2 separate regions of the Zea mays genome follow, and region 2 is linked to region 1. Evidence: chromatin contacts called from public Hi-C data. All regions are on one chromosome and are shown on one strand. The core of a region is the stretch at or near the end of the contact, and the rest is flanking DNA. Distances in the headings are between cores, read along the strand shown.

Region 1 (4,424 bases), core at 1,855-4,354:
TCAAAACAAATTCAAATCTTATAAATTTTGACCAAAGATTGGTCAAATTATGTACAAGTTTAGGACATAAAGCTTGCATTAATAGATTTGTGCTCAGTATCTTTGAGACGATATTGAATTTTTATAAATTGACAACATGTTGTAAGACAAATTAAGGTTCAAAAGATTACTTTCTGTGACTTTTCCATGGTTAAAATACGCTTATCATTCCTGGACGGAGGGATTACGACAGATCAGGAAATACACTATGTGACATTTACAGAAGATAATGAAATACAGTATCTGACATTTACTAAACGTCCCATTGATGAATGTGGACATATGGATATATGATTTAGCTGTTTTTCCATTATGAAAGTTTCAAAGAGTAGCACTGCCACAGTTTAAACTAATGTTATGAGGAAAAAAAGGATAGAAACCTAATATATAAGTTAACTGGAAATAATAACAAGCTAAATTAGTTAACATTGAACATGCAGGTTATAGTTTAAGTAAACATAACCAATGTAATGTGAATGCATTCTAAGATATATGTGGTCAGCCATGATTATTTTGCTTAAACATGATAAAATAATACACTATGCGACATTTACAGAAGATCATGAAATACAGTATCTGACATTTACTAACGTCCCATTGGTGAATGGGGACATGGATATATGATTTAGCTGTTTTTCCATGATGAAAGTTTCAAAGAGTAGCACTGCCACAGTTTAAACTAATGTTATGAGGAACAAAAGGATAGAAAACCTAATATATAAGTTAACTGAAAATAATAACAAGCTAAATTAGTTAACATTGAAAGTGCAGGCTATAGTTTAAGTAAACATAACCAATGTAATGTGAATGCATTCTAAGATATATGTGGTCAGCCATGATTATTTTGCTTAAACATGATAAAATTTCAACAAATACAGTGCAAGCAATGCATCACATTACTACAAAATATTAGTATTACAAACACAAAAAACAAGTATAATGTGCTAAACTTCGATGGGCAAGTTAGAATGAAATTCCATAGCAAGCTCTATACTTTTTATTGAGGTTTGCCATTTGAAATGTGCACCATGGTTATTAATAATAATAGTAACATGTAAAACATTCTGAACTGCGAAGCAACATATGCCACAATGTTAAGCAGACAGCAAGCAACACAATACAGTTAACAAATACCTTCCAGTAGAACCATAAGCAAAGACTGTCGCGTTAAGGCCTTGGACTACACCAGCAATTGTAGAGGATATATTCTTATACACGTCCTGAACATGAATAGGGTCACAATAATGAAAATGTGATGGTGTCGAAAGTACAAGAACATGTGACTTCTTACCAGTAATTAGCTGGCAAGCACAAGTGTGTAATCACCCAGAGTAGATTAGTCTACACCTTATGCTATAACAATAAATAATTTATTTCTATTCCTACTACTATTCTGTTAACACAAATAAAAAACAATATGATTAATTTGTAAACCTAGAAGATTAACAAAAGTTCAAACATCTGATTTGTTGGGTCAGTTTAGCACATGCTTGAAGTCCTGGCATACATTCACTAGACAAAACATCTGAATTGAAGTTCAAGGGTCATAGTAATCAATAATTCAAAATTCAACCGTACAACAAAACTACTTCCTTGAAGACGTCTGCATTAGGTAGATACCTAATAGTAAAGTCTACATCACGGGTTAGCTACAGCACAGACTGAAAAGAACCTGCTCATTGGCCCTTTAGATGCCAGTAGTATTGCTCCAACTGTACAGGCACGGGATACCCCTAGTAGCCAGTAGGCTAGTACCAGCAACCAGTAGTTTGTACATGTCAGTACTCCGTAGTATTGTTTCAACAACTGTCCAGAGCACGAGACACGCCTAATTCAAGCAATTCATGATAAAAATGAGTTGGTGGTTTGGTCTTCCATTGCATCATTTCTGGGAAGCAAGAAATGAGAAGGTCGGGAAGAACCAAGCTGAGATGAAGATTCCGGAAAGATGCTATGTGGAGCTACTGAAGCCAATGTCAAAAGCAGGCGAAGCAATAACTGATGAGAGCAGAGCAAACTTCACTATCACATACCGAATTGGAGCACCCAGGCGCGTACACATGATCGAAGGTATAGCTCCTTTCCTTGGTCCGGTTCTGGATGAGGTCCAGATAATCCTTTGACAGATCAGGGTCCAGCACGACCACAGTCTATGAGCGAAAAGCGTGTAAACCGTCACATTGTCACCACCAATTGCAAAGAGCAAATCCATCGACACACCAGAAGCGCAGCGCGGGGGTACCTTGTCATCAATGACCTGTATAATATGCCGCGAACGCCGCTGCTCGGTGTCGGTCAATGGCCTGCACTTGACAGCCACCTGCAGTCGGAATGCATCGTCACGATTACAATTGCGCACACGATGAGCAATGCTAGCAGTTAAGCAGCGAGAATGCAGTTTCCCAGGAGCTAGGCCGTCCACGGGAGAATGGTAGTGGTGGCGCACCTGTAGCGTGGCCGTCTGCTTGGACGCCGGAGCTCGGATGCTCGGCATTGTCCGCGAGGAACCTTCGTGCCAGCCGAGACGAGCCCTCCAAAAAAGATGCGGTGTTTTTCTATCTACCAGCAACCAGTACAACCCCGGCAACGCTTCGGAATCACGCCACGCCGAGGCGGCGGAAAGGCGAAGCGCGTCCCCACCAGGCACCAGCAGCGGCGGCAGCCGCTCCGGAAAGGCGACCGCGAAAAGGAGACGCTGCGCCTGGCCGGCCACCAACCTCGAGCCCCGCCGCCCGACGCAACGCAAGAGGTAAGAGACAAACAAGCAAAAGCCTCGAGCAGCCACGGACACCCCCGGAGCGGAATGCCGCGGTGACCCGGCCGCGTCCGCCACAATGCGATCTCGCGGCGCCCTCCCCGCGGCCGGCCGGCCGGTCTGAATTCTGAAACGCGCCCGGTCCCGCGCCGCGCTTCCCTCGGCCGAAACTACCCCCCACGACGCACCGGTTACGCCTTGCGCGAGAGGGGAAAAAACGGGGGAAATGGCAGTTCAGGCGTGGTTTGGTGGGGTGGCACGACGGCGAGGAGGAAGCGTGTACGGAGATTCTGGGACGGGAGTGGATGAGATGAGAGACGAGAGAGGAACTGAGGAAGGGTGGAGATATGGAGAGGAGTTGGGGAGGACTGGAGGAGGTCGCGAAGGGGGCGGAGGTGTTTTAATGGTGGGCGAATAATTAATTCGCGGCAGCTGTCGCGGCCACGGCGGAGAAGGCGACACGGAACGAGAAGGGGGTCGAGGTGAGGAGGAGGTAGGGGTGGGACCAGTCCCGGCCCGGGCTCGCCAGCGCCAACGGCCCTCTGCGCCTCCGGTACACGACGCGGCCCCGGCGACGACGAGCCTGCGCTGCCATTTTGCGGTGATCCCCGGCCTGCCAGGTCTCGCCTCGCTGGTCTGGTCTCTCCTCGCTGGTCTGGACGTCTGGTCTCTCCCATCGCCTTCATGTACGTACGTAAGGGTAAAATCTGGAATTGGATGCTACAGTAGCGTGTACGGGAATAATACCGTGTTACGCCACATTTCCGTTACGTTGTACGCACCCTGCACGGTCCTCGATTGTATTGAAACGCACAACACAAATTAGCTCTCCCGTAACGTAAGCGTGTGTGGGTGCCAACACTAGCGGTAATAAAAGCAGCCGTATAGTGTGAGGCCATTGAACGGAAAAACAAATTAAGGTCATTATAACATTATTAACCGTTGGTGTCATGCCATGTCCATCCATGCATGTGTAGTTGCATCCATGCGTACACACTTTAACACCCTGCAGTGCAGGCGCTGATTGGCCGCCAGCAATCCATCGTCATCGTACATGCACTACTGCCCGCCAGTAGTGCTGCTGCGAAGCGGTACACCTACGCTGATTCCGTGGATGTCAGCGACGAGGCGATGCAAGTGTGCTGTACAATACACATGCACTCTCTGTTCCGGCCGTGGGCCGCCTTAACTTGATGAGCTAGCCGATGCCCGACGCGCTGTACCTGTACCAGCCAGCCCGCCCTCTGGAGTTGAACTTGAACGGATCAAACCTGTCTGTTTCAATTTCGAGACACCCCGTGAAGAAAAGTTAAGCGTCCAACTACAAACTGGACTCATGTTTGCGTTTTTAGATTCAGATCGAGCTGGTATATATAAGTAGCAGACAGAACGAAATTCGAAAGTCAAATTTGCTTGGAGCCAACGGCGAGGCGACCAGGCCCGCACATATAGTACAGTACTCGTAATTTTGACATCGACATATATTTTACACCGCACGTCACTAAAAAATAGTATGATTGCGCTTGTAAATAATCACTCCCGCTAGAGCCTCATAGAGCCTTTACATTGCATGAGGACTAACCGCGCTTTTGGTTTCGATAGTTAAAATCTTTTCAAAAGCATGTTTGAA
Region 2 (4,718 bases), core at 557-3,056, 220 kb before region 1:
TCACGGGGAATTCCTCTATTAAGGAATGGGGATGGAGAAGTTTTTCTCCCACGAGAATATAAATGGGGAAAAATTCTCGCTCGACGAGTAAACGGGGACGGTTCCCCGTCTCTATAGGTGTACATTTGGGCCGGACTTAATGGGCGGGCACGAAGCACGAAAAAAAGCACGGCCCAAGAACGGCACGACACGAAATTATTTTGGGCCGGCCCGGCCCGGCCCAGCCCGTTGCATCGAGCCGTGCTTGGGCCGACGCTGAGGCCCACGGGCGGGCATGAGCCCGGCCCGTTTAAGCAGACCCGAAAAGACCCGAAAATGCGTCCTCGGCAGCTGCAGCCTGCAGGCCAGCAGAGGCCTAAAGCGCGGTCGCGCGGCCCATTTCCATATTCCAGCCTGCAGGCCTAAAGTGCTGTTGCCCGGTGTTGCTGTTGCCAAATGCTAATTGCCAAATGGAAACCTGAAACCCTACGTCCTACTCCCGTGAGTCCGTGACCAGCCGGCGGCCGCCGTCTTTCCCGTCTCGTGTGGCTGTGTCCCGATCCCAACTCGGCGACTCCCATCTCCATCCCGATTCCCATCTCCAAGGCGGCCAGCCAGGCTCCAGCGCGACCGCCGACCGCTGACCGGAGCGCGACCGACGAGTGCGGCAGTGCGGCAGTGCGCCCCTGCGGCAGTGCGGCCCGCGCGAGCGGCCGAGCGCGACCGGCGACCGGAGCCGCGACCTCCCCTGCGCGAGCGCTACCGGAGCCGCCTCTGCGCCCTGCGTCCCTGCGCCCTTGCGGCCTGCTCGAGCGGCCGAGCGCGACCGCCGACCGGAGCCGCGGCCGCCCCTGCACGAGCGCTACCGGAGTCGCCCCTGCCCCCACGAGCTCCAGCACTCCGGCAACCGTGGCCATTTTTGTATTTCGGGCCTTTATTATTTTCGGGCCGCCAGTTTAAAGCACGACACGTTTAGTGAAATACGGGCCGGGCCGTGGGCCGAGGGGTCGGCCCGTGGGCCGGCACGGCACGACCCGAATTTAATATTGGGCCGGGCCGACCCGAAATTAAATGTGCCGGGCCTTTTCGGGCTTGGGCCGGGCCGGGCCGGGCGGCCCGAATGTACACCTATACCCGTCTCCGTTCCCCGCAGGGACCCGTTAAACTTACATGTGACGATATTTTCATGTAGTATTTAATGATAAAAATAAATAATTAACTTATCAAGAGATCACCCGTTGTACAAATATGGTCATTTTAATGTACACATAATGATTTTTTACATCTAACAATGTGTATAATTGACAATGGTTTACATTAATAACAAATGAATTACGATCTAATTATAATTTAAGTGGTGATGGGGATCCCCGATGGAGATTTATTCCGGCGGGGAACGGTGATGAGAAAGAAATGTCCTTTGCAAGCGTTCGTGGGGTTCTTTATGGGAAAATTTTTTCCGTCGCGGGAACGGGTATGAGAGCTAAAACTCGACGAGGAATTATCCGTTGCCATCCTAATCTGAATGTGATTGGAGAAATTAAATCATTTTTATTAAATTTGATTAAAAAGTGATTTAATCCTCTCTTCAATTACGTCAAGCACTTATCCCTCCATCCATTATTCTCATCGTCGACATTCTTATCCACATCTTACCGGTGCATCCTCCGTTTTGTTCTCCACTCCTCCTGCCCTAGTCTTTGGCCTTTGGGTACGGAGGCGCGTGTGCCCGGAGCCAAGTCGCGGGAGGGAAAGCGGCGCGCGTCATCCGTTACCAGTGGCCAGTGGGGGCAACGTCACCACAGCGGCCAACTCGAACGAATACGCATCCATCCCATCCCAAGCCAGCACCAGCAGTTCCTCCACCACCAGCCCAGCCCTCGCCCCGTCCGTTCGTCCGCCCGCGCCCGCTGCTGCTTGCCTGCTTCCCACGCACGCGAGCTCTGTTCCGTGCTGCAGCAACCGCAACCGCATCCGCATCCGAATCCGCACACGATCCCCGCGCCACTTGCCCCGTCACCCCCCACGCGGCCCGCGCCTCCGCCCGCTCGTCGGCCAATGCCCGGCGCAGGCCAGCTCGGCGAGATGAGATGACGCCGCCGCGCGGCGGTGCCCGGCCTCCCGTCGCTCACGCGCGCCAGCACCAGCACCACCCGGCCCCATCGGGATTCTTCATCCCGTCCTCCACCTAGCGCGGTAGCGCCGCATTTATTCCCTCCCCCGCACAACGGTCACGTTTCCATCGCCCCCCCGTCTTCTCTCCCTCGTCGCATCCGGCACTCCTCCTCGTCTCCTATTTAAAGCGCGCCGGGCTGGGAGCCAGCGATCATGCTATTCTCTAGGAGGCCTCTCGCCGCCGCTTTCCACCTCGCGCCCCTTTCGCCTCCGCTGCTCCTCTTCTTCGCATCCGCGTCCTCGTCCTGCTCGCCCGCCGCCTCCGCCGCCGCCGCGTCGGTCTCCGGCTCCAGGGGTACGTACGCGCTTCTTCCGTGCATTCGTGAGGACTTTCTCTGTAGGGTGAGAATTTTGCCCACTCTTCTCGTGCGATTCTCGTGCTATTTGACCGGTTTCGCTCGCGCGAGATGTTCTGCCTTGTATACCTCCGACCTCACCCAGACTTTGACGGTTGTTTCCAAGGAATTCCCGAACAGAGTTTGTGGATTTCATTGGGTTACCCGGTGCACTTTGGCGAGTCGTGATGCCATGCCGAGATTGTGGATTTTTGTTGGAATTTGATGGATTCTGCATTTTGCATCATCATCTTGTTATTCAGCGTTAGTTGTTTTATTCTCGTGAGAACTACAAATTTTGCCCGTATATCCTTGAAATACGTTGGTCATCTAACCTCTAACGTTTTAACTTTTAACCAACTGTGTCATAATTCCTGATTGAAACAACGTTTTTCTCCACCAATCGTGAAGTACGGTTAGCATTCTTCAGTTTAGATTGTATGCTCTTGCAACACTTGACGTGCTGATCTCCAATCAGGTTGCACTGCTGCAAGGATGGACAGCGGTGCGGTGGAGACAGCGTCCACTGGGGCAGTATGGTCATCACCTTCGGCAGAACCGAGAAGCATTTCTGTCGGGAAGGAGGTATTCTGCAACAGGTCACTCAACATGAGGAACATCACAGCAGTGGGATTTGATATGGACTACACTCTGGCACAGTACAAGCCTGAAACCTTCGAGTCCCTTGCTTACTATGGTACAATAGAGAAGCTTGTGAAGGATCTCCGCTACCCTGAAGAGGTTAGTGCTAAGGAATGCAAATTTTCTTAACACATCAAGATAAAATATCCAGGTTGATTACTTTCATATAGATGTGCCGGTTTTGAATTTATTTGTATATTGACCTTTCAATGCATGCAAGAAAGATAATTAACGGCACATAGACATATAGTCGCTTTAATTGTTTTCCAATGTGTCCATGATTGTACTGTTTGGGTGTTCCAGTAGCAATAATGGCTCAAATTGGTGCCTCAAATTGAAATATAGGGCTCTACAAAAAAACTACTCCAACAGTGCCTTATTTTATAAAACTTGGTAAAAAAATTATAGGGCACTCTCTCAAGTCTCAAGTGTCTCAAATATACTACATTACTACACCTTAGAACATCTCCAACAAGAAGTCCAATATTTGAGTCCTCAAAAGTAAAAAAAGACTTGATTTAAAGTGTTTAGGGCCAAAAAAACGTTTGCAGCTCCAACAATCGAGCCCTATATCATATTATTAGGAAATAAACCATGTTATTTAGCAAATAAAAAATTAGGAATAGTGTACAAATGAGGATAGGGCTCCGGTATATGGGGTACTATATTTAGAACCCGAGAGGCCGAGCCCTATAATGGTTTGATGAATTTTTGTAAAATAGAGCACCTATTGGAATATGTTTTTGGTGCTAGAGTTCTATATTTCTAAATAGAACCCCGTGTGGGGTTCCTATCGGAGATGCTCTTAGTGGGCTGCTCTATAAACTAAATTTGAGGCTTTACTGTTGGAGCAAAGTATTTTGTTGGTGCCCTAAATCCTATAAAATTTTACTCATTTTTAAATTTTTATAGGGTATTTTTATAGGTCACGCTGTTGGAGATGCTCTTATGTATCACTATGTACTTTTAGTCTATCAGATATTATCCTTTTAGAGCCTGGACTACTTACTGAGTTTAGCATGCAATTCGGTAGTTTGTGGCAGCATTTCTATAGTGATGGCAAGGAAGCACATTGTCTTCTGGTTATGGAAGCAAAGATGAATTAGTACACTCTACCTGTATTTACTTTTATGGAGTTACGGCTGCATAACGTTGCACGTTGGTGCTGTTCTTGATTAAAAATCCTCATTGGAGTTGTTGCTATTTATCTTAGTGGGGGCTCACTGAGTGGTGCACTTGTAAAGTTAAACACATTGGAGAATGAAACTTGCTATCCACTTATTAAGCAGAAACATTTTCTAGTGGAGTACATTTGCCTTGATTCCAGAATTCACCTTTACATACTGAATCTTTATGAAAGCAACAAAGCACATTCCACGTTGTGCTTGTTTAGGTTCAGAATTTGATTTTACTATTCTTTGGTTATGCAGCTGTTGACTTGGGAATTTGATTGGAAATATATGGTCAGAGGACTAGTTCTCGATAAGAAGAGAGGAAATATCTTGAAGGTCAGTTATTATCTCTTAACTTTGCCCCTAGTTGCTTGGAAATAATATAGTAATATTACACTGCCACTTAGTAAAACAA

What was found. A called contact is a pair of places that touch in the nucleus more often than the background predicts.
Region 2: a contact with region 1 is called in a Hi-C map of leaf mesophyll, with 2.3 times the contacts expected there. The contact joins the promoter of LOC100284660 here to the promoter of LOC100272304 in region 1. A contact is called at or near these places in 4 of 25 Hi-C or Micro-C datasets (ear, leaf, leaf mesophyll and 1 more).

Annotation. Positions count from the first base shown.
Region 1 is chr1:289,274,876-289,279,299 of Zm-B73-REFERENCE-NAM-5.0, reverse strand. It overlaps LOC100272304, which reads right to left and starts at 3,104. Exons shown (of 16, transcript NM_001359596.1): 1 at 2,486-3,104; 2 at 2,282-2,359; 3 at 2,073-2,189; 4 at 1,174-1,259. The coding sequence starts at 2,533.
Region 2 is chr1:289,498,166-289,502,883 of Zm-B73-REFERENCE-NAM-5.0, reverse strand. It overlaps LOC100284660 (cytosolic purine 5-nucleotidase), which reads left to right and starts at 1,806. Exons shown (of 17, transcript NM_001157555.2): 1 at 1,806-2,449; 2 at 2,968-3,230; 3 at 4,562-4,639. The coding sequence starts at 2,308.